Regions from separate parts of the Mus musculus genome. Here region 2 is linked to region 1. Evidence: chromatin contacts called from public promoter capture Hi-C data. All regions are on one chromosome and are shown on one strand. The core of a region is the stretch at or near the end of the contact, and the rest is flanking DNA. Distances in the headings are between cores, read along the strand shown. Region 1 overlaps Grtp1 (GH regulated TBC protein 1). Region 2 overlaps Atp4b (ATPase, H+/K+ exchanging, beta polypeptide).

What was found. Capture Hi-C pulls out chosen DNA fragments and counts their contacts.
Region 2: a contact with region 1 is called in a promoter capture Hi-C map of adipose tissue. The contact joins two enhancer-like sites. A contact is called at or near these places in 4 of 39 promoter capture datasets (embryonic stem cells, hippocampal neurons, liver and 1 more) and 3 of 9 other capture datasets (adipose tissue, embryonic stem cells and liver).

Annotation. Positions count from the first base shown.
Region 1 is chr8:13,179,297-13,183,653 of GRCm38.p6, forward strand. Grtp1 (GH regulated TBC protein 1) reads right to left here. Exons shown (of 8, transcript NM_025768.2): 6 at 287-459; 7 at 27-212. Among named protein-coding and RNA genes, the nearest start is that of Mir1968, 7.6 kb to the right of the region's middle. Within about 2 kb of position 2,190, at least 25 of the 459 cell types and tissues checked have an H3K27ac peak or open chromatin away from gene starts, as enhancers often do. A contact at or near this core is called in adipose tissue, where this site is marked.
Region 2 is chr8:13,382,709-13,387,065 of GRCm38.p6, forward strand. Atp4b (ATPase, H+/K+ exchanging, beta polypeptide) reads right to left here. Exons shown (of 7, transcript NM_009724.2): 7 at 3,501-4,079. The coding sequence ends at 3,918. Among named protein-coding and RNA genes, the nearest start is that of Atp4b, 12 kb to the right of the region's middle. Within about 2 kb of position 1,828, at least 5 of the 459 cell types and tissues checked have an H3K27ac peak or open chromatin away from gene starts, as enhancers often do. A contact at or near this core is called in adipose tissue, where this site is marked.

The DNA of each region.
Region 1 (4,357 bases), core at 940-3,439:
ATCAGGCCAAATAGCCCAGAACTTACCTGCATGAATGCGTGACACTCTGTCACAAAGTCCCCTTTGGTGATCTGCTTAAACTTGTCACAGATGTCTGGAATACTGCTGGCTTCCAATATAAATTCCTGGTGTTGCTTAATTAAGGTCAGAGCAACCCGGAATATGATTTTGGAGCCCTCATTGAACAGACAGTCCCAGATCCGTAGCACCGTCTGCAGAGACACAGAAATTCCCCCATCACTTCACAGCAGCCCACCCAGCTCCTGGGGCTGATGAAGGTGCTCACCTCCACAGGTAGGATGTCCACAAACAGGCAGATGAACCAGCGGGACACCAGCAGGGTCCACAACACACCATGGCCATCCATCAGGGCTGCCACTGCTGGTAGCTTCATCCTCACCAGCTCTGCTAGGACCTCTTGGTCAGTCTTCAGCCCCAGCATTGCTGGGCTATAGTAATCTGCCTCACGGGGGAGAAGGGGAACTGAGAGACTCAAATCAGCAGGGCCTGGGGGCCGAGGCCTGTATTCCCAGCTACTTGGGAGGCTAAGGCAGGATGAGCTCAAGGTCGATGCCTACTTGAGCCACAGATAACTTCATAAGCCCCTGTTTCCAAATGAAAGAGGGCTAAGGGAGGGGCTCAGCGGCAGGGCATTTGCATAGCGTGTACAAGGCCCCTGGTTTCATCTCCTGTACACATAGACACACACAGACTCATTCCCTGTGAGACGACACACAGGTTTTCAGTGATTCTGCTTCCTCAGTAAGTCCTCAGGGTATCGGATTCCGGCCACCACTGAGCGGTGAGGAATGGGAGTTATGGGTTAACAGGGCAAAGTTTCAGCCTGGGCCTCAGGGCTGGGATTCAGCTCAGCTGGACAGCATGCAAGAAGCCCTGGATCTGATCCAGTGCCATAGAAAACTAGGGATGATGGCACACACCCCAAGTCCAACACTTGGAAGATGTAGCTCTTGGCTGCATAGTGAGCCTGAGACTCACTATGTCTCATGTCGGGGTGGGCAGAGAACAGGAGTAGGGAAGGAAGTGTCCGGGTGATAAGTCTTATCTTGTAATAAAAATCAAATCCACACACGTGCTTCCAACACCACTTCATCCGAAGACACGGGACACGCATCTTACAAAGCACTTCTGAGTTTCCTACTCACTTAGTTTTGTTTTTTTTTTTTTTTTTTAATTACAACTTTTTATTCAGTGGGCAAGGAGGAGCATGTGGGCTGTGGAGCCATACATGCGGACAGCGGAGGGCAACTTGATGGCCTCTGCTCAACAAAGTGGGTGGGTCCTGGTTATGAATTGGTGACGAGACGAGGCTCCACCCACCAGGCCATCTTACTGGCCTGACTAAATTTTTTAAGTTGTTAGTGCGATGTGTTGTTATAAATGTCAGTGCTTGATTTACACTACAAAAAAAAAATCACCCAGTCCGTAATAAAACAGAAAACCATGGTACACTAATTATACATCAAGAAGTGAATGCAAAACAGGCACCCTGCTGCAGGAGGAGCAGGCTACACTCACTGGACATCTGGGTGAAACGGGATCATTCTACCACCATGGGGTTACAAGGCAGCCTATCTCAAAAACAAACAAACAAGGAAGCAAGGAAGGAAGGGAAGAAAAGAAAAGAGGGAAAACCGAAAACGCTGTCCTCTTGCACACTTGCTTTGAGTCTGCCTCTTGGGAGCCTTTCACAGTTTGCTGTTCTTGTTTCGTTGTTTGCTTATTCGGGTGTTTCTGGGCCCTGGCAGCTCTCTGAGATCCCAGGTTGACCTACAGGCTGCGACTCTCTTGCGGTAACCTCCTAAACACGGGGATTACACACTAGGATTGCACGCCTCGCTCTCCTTCCTAACTCTGCACATCTTGTTTATCTGGGAGAGGTGTGTGAAGAGACAGCCAGTGTCCCCAGCTCTATCATCAGCTCAGAAGAGGGACAGGAGCTGAGCAGGGACAGCAGAGATTTGCAGAGGAGCATTTCGTGACCTTGGCCTTGCTTGGAAGCTTAGAACAGCTTCCAAAAATAGAGATATTAAACCCATGCTCTGAACTCCAAGGAGCTGAGCCGGTCTCCAGGGGAAAGACTGCATTAACCCGCCACACCTCCACGTTCCTTCCCATCTCCTGTGGAAGCCACACCACTGCAGAACCACCCTTGGACACTAGGCCAGTGTGCATAGACTGGGTCAGAGCCATGCATGGCCCGAGCCCCAGGCTATCTATTCCTTTGGTCACAGCCGCACACCAGGCTCAACCACAGCAACCCTGCCTGGCCCAGAACAAGGCAGATGCTTCCAAGTCTAAGTTTGATACTTATCACTCTTCACGCTCTCCACAATGAGGTTGTCTGCACTTCGTGGCATTCGTTCTGAGACTCTGCCTATTGGCTTCTGATTATAGATAAAGAACCTATCAAAAGCACTTATCCTTAGCGCCAGTATGCAAGAGCCCATATTTGCTGGCAGAGATAGGCTCTGCTTGGAACAAGTGAGCCTTCACCTTTTGCTGTAATCCCACCCCCACCCCGTGCAGCCCAAATGAAAACAAAGAACTGGGTGGTGGTGGAGGAGGAGACACATGCCTTTAATCCCAGTATTCAAGAGGCAGAGGCAGCTGGGGTTCTGTGAGGCCAGCCTAGTGTAGGCTGTAGTTCTAGGACAGCCAGGGCTACACAGAGAAACCCTGTCTTAAAAAAAGAGGAGAGGAGGAAGAAGAAGAAGAGGAGGAGGAGGAGGAGGGTGGCGGCAGCAGTGGTGATGATGGTGATGATGATGATGATAAAGAGTTTGGGGAAAGCTATGTATGGAGACACCAACTCCTGGGACAAGGAAGAATGCTGAGCCTTGGACCCCAGAGCTATCACACTATAGGAGCCAATAAAATAGTACCTTACCCTACTACACACCCAGGCCTTGCAGGTAGAGCTCTCCAAGGGCCAGAGGCCCAGCCTTGGAGACCAGTGCCTCTCCCTTGCTGTGACCTGGGGTTACCACTCAGCTCCACCTATCAGGATACAGTCACATTCCAAGTTCGAGGACATCATGAGGCGCCCAGATCTGAGGCTGAAAGGCAGAGACACAGGAGTCCCGGGATATGTGCCACCAACCGGCCCTTTGGGATAAAGGGTCTGTGCTCCTTCCCTCATTTCCACCTGCACCCCAGGTGCAGCATAAGTGGCTACACAGGAAGAGGAGGAATGGCTGTCAGCACCACTGCAGGGGCCCCAACCCACAGAGTGGCAGTGTGTGCTTCTAGAAAAAGCCTGCTTGGACTGTCATGGTGCCTGCACTGAGGGATTCTGGGAAAGGATATCTTCCCCAGCATGTCTCACAGTTCATGGCTGGAACTTCTAGCTCACCTGTTTCTGGGTCTAACTCAAACATTATCACAGGCATGTTATCCCACGCATGTGCACCCAGGAGAAAAGAACACCCCGAGGCCTGGTCCGGGAGTCTCTCAGTCTGTCTCTCTCAGTCTGTGTGTCTGTCTGTCTCTCTCCTTTTTGAGTCCTGTCCTGTAGCTCAGGCTGTTCTTGAACTCGTGACTTTCCTGTCTTAATCTTCCAAGTACTAGGAGTATGGCGTACACTGTTTTGTTTGTTTTTTTATTTTGTTTTTCAAGACGGAATTTTTCTATGTAGCCCTGGCTGTCCTGGAACTCCCAGACTGGCCTCTGACTCAGAGACCCACCTGCCTCTGCCTCCCAAGTACTGGGACTAAAGGCGTGCACCACCATAGCCCGAGGATCCGAGGATGCACCGCTCTTCTTATTGGACAGGCAGAGAGAACTTCAGTGGGTTTGAAGATCTGTATCTTCTTTTCATTCCCCAGTGAGAGAACTTGGAAAAGGACTGGTGATCAGTGATCAGAAGCAACAGAAGTAAGGGAACTTTAAAAAGAAACCATCAAGCTGGGGGGGGGGGGTGTTGTTCATGCAGCCCCTGCTCCAGGAAGCTGGGGATAGGAGAGGGGCAGTGGGGATGTCCTCATGACCCCAGGAGGTTCAGGCCTGCTGGAATGAATGGTGGAAGACCTTGTCTCATAAGTAAGATATGGCTCAGTTGCCAGAGTGCTTACCCAGTGGGTTCTACTCTCGGTACTCTACTCTATTCATGATTATACTCTCCGCACTGAGAGTATAGTCATGAGAGGAGGGTCAGAGGTTCAAGGTCACCTTCCACGTACTGCAATTCCATGTATTCTGGGTTCAAAAGCAAGTTCAAAGCCAGGCTGGGCTACTTGGTAAATAAGTTAGGTGTGGGCATGCCTTTAATCCCAGCACTTTTGAGGCAGAGACAGGTGGATTTCTACAACCTCTATGATTTTGAGCCAACCTGGTC
Region 2 (4,357 bases), core at 578-3,077, 200 kb after region 1:
CTGGTCAAAGCCCACAGTTATGACTCAAAGTGAACCTTTGTTCTTTACTGAATGACTAATCCCAGGCCTGTGGTATAGCACCATACAGCTGTCTAACACACACTTGTTGGTCAGGATATGAGAAATGGAATCTCTACTGGTAGGGATAGGAAATGGAGTCACCTCAGTGGGAAACACAGGAGGGCTGCCCCTGAAAGGGTTAAAAATAGGAATTTGGTGTGTGTGCAAAGCTGTGCAAGCAGGTCTTGAAGACTGAGTTGAACACTCATGATCTAAGCACCATCGGTCACCAATAAAAACGAAGGTAAAACAACCCAAGTGGCCCTGGTTACATGAAGGACAGGTGTGGTCTACACACACAGAAAGACTTTAAATCTTGACTGAAAAGGGAATTCTGACACAGGATGAAACTTGAGTCTCTGTGTGACCAGTCAGAAGAAAACACTGTGGTCACATAAGGTACCCAAAGTTAGATTCACAGAAACACAAGGGACCTGGTGAACACGGCGTCTGTGGGGAAATGGGGGCAGTGGGTGTCAGCTGGGAATGAGCAGATGTCGCCAGCTGCCCTAAAAAGTCAAGCTGGCAATTTTTGTGTTAGGTGGGAAGGAAGGACTGCCAGACACAAAAGGGGCTGCACTGGATAGTTCTGTGCCTACTTGAGTCATCTGAAAGGAGGGAACCCCAATTGAGGATCTCCATAAGATTCTGCAGGCAGAGCCGGGCGTGGTGGCGCACGCCTTTAATCCCAGCACTCGGGAGGCAGAGGCAGGCGGATTTCTGAGTTCGAGGCCAGCCTGGTCTACAGAGTGAGTTCCAGGACAGCCAGGGCTGCACAGAGAAACCCTGTCTCGAAAAACCAAAAAAAAAAAAAAAAAAGATTCTGCAGGCAAACTTGTAGGGCATTTTTTTAATTCATGAGGGAGGGCCCTGCCCACATGTGGGTGTGGTCCTTGGCTAGTGGTCCTGGGTTCTGTAAGAAAGTAGGCTAAGAAAGCCACAAGGAACAAGCCAGTAAGCAGTACCCCTTCATGGCCTCTGCATCAGTTTTCTGTCCCGTTTGAGTTCCTATCCTGACTTACTTCAGTGATGGACTACAATATGGAAGTGTGAGCCAGAGAAACCCAATTATCCCAAGTTGCTTTTGGTCACGGTATTTCATCACAGCAACAGAATTCCTTAGATGTTGGTATCAGGAGTGGGGTTTTGCTGTGACAGACCTGACTGTGCTGGTTTTTTTTGGGGGGGTGGGGGGTGGGGTGCGGTTATGGAAGGGCTTTGGGTAGAAAAGCCATTGAGTGTTGAGAACTCAGTGAGCTGTTCTGTGGGAGCTTGGAAGATGAGATTATTGAGAGCAGTGCAGGTGATGGAGGCCTGGCTTGTGAAGCTTCAGAGGAAGGAAGCACTCCATCAGGACTTTCCTTACAAATCTGTGGTTCTGGTCAGTTGGGACTGAAGAATTAGCATGATTATTAACAAGAGACCAGAACCAATGAAGTAAAACCCATGTTTTACTGGCACAATAGGTGCTGGTCAGCTGGAGCTGAGAAATTAGTGGTGACTGGGGAGAGTTGGGGGGCGGGTGCACTTTTGATCCCAGCACTTGGGAGGCAGCCAGGGCTACACAGAGAAACCAAATCTTGGAAGAGAGAGAGAGAGAGAGAGAGAGAGAGAGAGAGAGAGAGAGAGAGAGAGAGAGAGAGAGAGAGAGAGAGAGAGAGAGAGAGAGAGAGAGAGAATATGAATCTGCTGGCAGCTGAACTCGGTAGTGTAAGAGTTATCCAGGTGGTACTGGTTTTGAATGCATGAAAGGATCATGAAAAGCAGCTGAGGCCTAGCACTGTGAGAAGCCAGGATGGGTCACTGGAGAAGGTGTAGCCTCCATATAGTTGAAACTCCAGAATTAAAGGGATTGTGCAGAGAAGTTGAGACTTGGCACCATGAAGGAAGCCTAGGAGAGGCTATTGGTGAAGGTGCAACCCAGTTGCAGCAGAAGACCCAGCATTTGTGGAGATGTCAGTACCATGGGATGACCACCAGAAACAGTAGCAGTAGTGGAGTTAAGTCAGCCAGAACCCAGAAGGAAAGCTGTGTGTGAGGCAAAGGGCAGAGAAGCGAGCCCAGCCCTTTGGAGAAGCCCAGAAGACTGTGAGCAGATCTCAGACACTAGATGCTGTTATTTGCGCTGCTGGAGTTTTGTTTTGCTTTGATCTGATTGTGACTGTGCCCCAGTTCTTCCCTCTTGAAGTAAGGAATTATTTAACTTAATTTTGAGTTTTACAAGAGCCCACGATTAAGAGATTTTGAACTTTTAAAAGAGATTGGGGATTTTCACAAAGACTGGATATTTTAAAGGGGCTGAACTTTTACTGTGTTTGAATTTATAGACTCCTAGGCTTTTAAAGGTATTTATGTTTTTTAATGTGAGGTGTTGGGAAGAAAAGAAGGTTGTGTCTTAGCTGTGATGTGTTTGTGTGTCAAGCTGACAAGAGGTCAGCTGTGCTGGGTAGTCTATGTGACACAAGCTAGAGTCACCTGAGAGGAAGGAGCCTAGGCTGAGGAAACGCCTCCGTAAGACTGAGCTGTAGGCAGGCCTCTAGGGTATTAATTAGTGATTGATATGAGAGGGCCCAGCCAATTGGTTGAGTCATTCCTGGGTTCTATAAGGAAGCCGGCTGAGCAAGCCATGAGACTCAAGCCAGCAAGCAGCACCCTCCATGGCCTCTGCATCAGCTCCTGCCTCCAGGTTCCTGCCCTGTGTGAGTTTCTGTCCTGACTTCCTTCAGTGATGAATGGTGACATGGAAGTGTAAGCCTGATAAACCCTTCCCTCCCCAATTTGGTTAGTGTTTCACCATAGCAGTAATAACTCTAACTAGACAGAGGGCAAGATGTTTTATTTGGCTTGGTCAGATCAGTGGATCGTTTGCTAGTGGAAGTGAAAACAACCCTTTCCCCCAATTCTTGTGTCACTTTAAAGTATTCAACAGGGTGCGTTGCGGAACATAAAAGGGTACACAGGGTAGTCTGTGTAGATACATGTGTAGGTCTTACGCCCCAGGAAGCTCTGTACCTGGTTACACTCTGTATGTGTGTGAATGTGTGTGTGTGTGTGTGTGTGTGTGTGTGTGTGTGTACACTCACGTCTGTCCTCCTGAGCTGTGCCTGTCTCAGCTGGGAAAAGACAAATGCAGACATTTTTGGTCTTTGGCTGCATGGAAGGAGGCAATATGAAGTGTGAACATTTTCTAAGGAAAGGGCCTGAGACCTTGGGGGCTGAGAGACAGGAGGTGGCAACAGGGTAGGTCTGTGGGCAGTGGCAGGCTGGGTGGGTCCCTCTGAGTCTCCCTGCACCTTCCTCCATCTCGGAGATGCCTGACCCCGGTGACTGAGGTGCCAAAGACACTTGTATTGCGGTTGAAATCACAGAAAGGTTTTAGATAAAGGGGTGTTCAGTTCTTAGTAGAAATTTCCCCTGGGGTCAGGAAAGGCATGGATTTTTCACACAGAATAAGAATAACTTTAATATAGTTTGTTTTGATGGCATAGGGACTGTGGTCTCAGAAGCACGAACTGGAGATGTGTCATGCCAGGGTGACCAGTGTTACCCTGATGTGGACCCATAGTTCATATTGAAGTGCAGGACGGGCAAATGATCACAGGACAGAAATGTGGACAGATAGGCCTTCCTTAGTGGCAGCCGGACTCTGGGTCCCCGTGTTAACCCCACAGCTCCGATAGGATTGCGCTCACGTGAGGGTTGGTGATACTCGGGGAGTGCTGGGCTGGAGCACTTCCTGGTGTCAGCTCTGGGCCATGATGGAAGTGGCCGTGCATGCTGGCCAGCAGAGGCTGTGCAGTCAGGAAGAGTGTCCATCCGTGTCCACCCATCTGAGGGGTGGACACCACTCCCACGTTTTACTTCTGTATTGTAAGTTTAAACTCCACCTTCCCTTCGTAGGGGTCATGGGGGTTGTTGAAGGTCACGTGGTCTGCCAGGATCTTGCACACGATGCTGACTTGCATGTTCTTGGGGACGTTGAGGAGCTTGGCTGCCACCAGAGGGTTGCTGTAGTGGGGCTGAAGTGGAAGCACAGGGGGGTGACATGCTTGACAAAACCCTGATGTCAAGAAAAACAAGGCTAACTGAAGAGGGGAGGGGCAGGCATAAAGGACTCCTCTGTGGGTCTGTCCTGGGGTCAGGTCTGTCTGGCCCAAAGGAGCCCTTGGATCACAGAGCGGCTGGTGTCTGCCCACAGAGCGACTAGGAGCAGTGACTCTTGGGACTGCCGATGGCAAACAGCACGTGAGAGCAGCACGGAGAGAGAAATCACTTTGGAGAGATTCTCAGACACTAG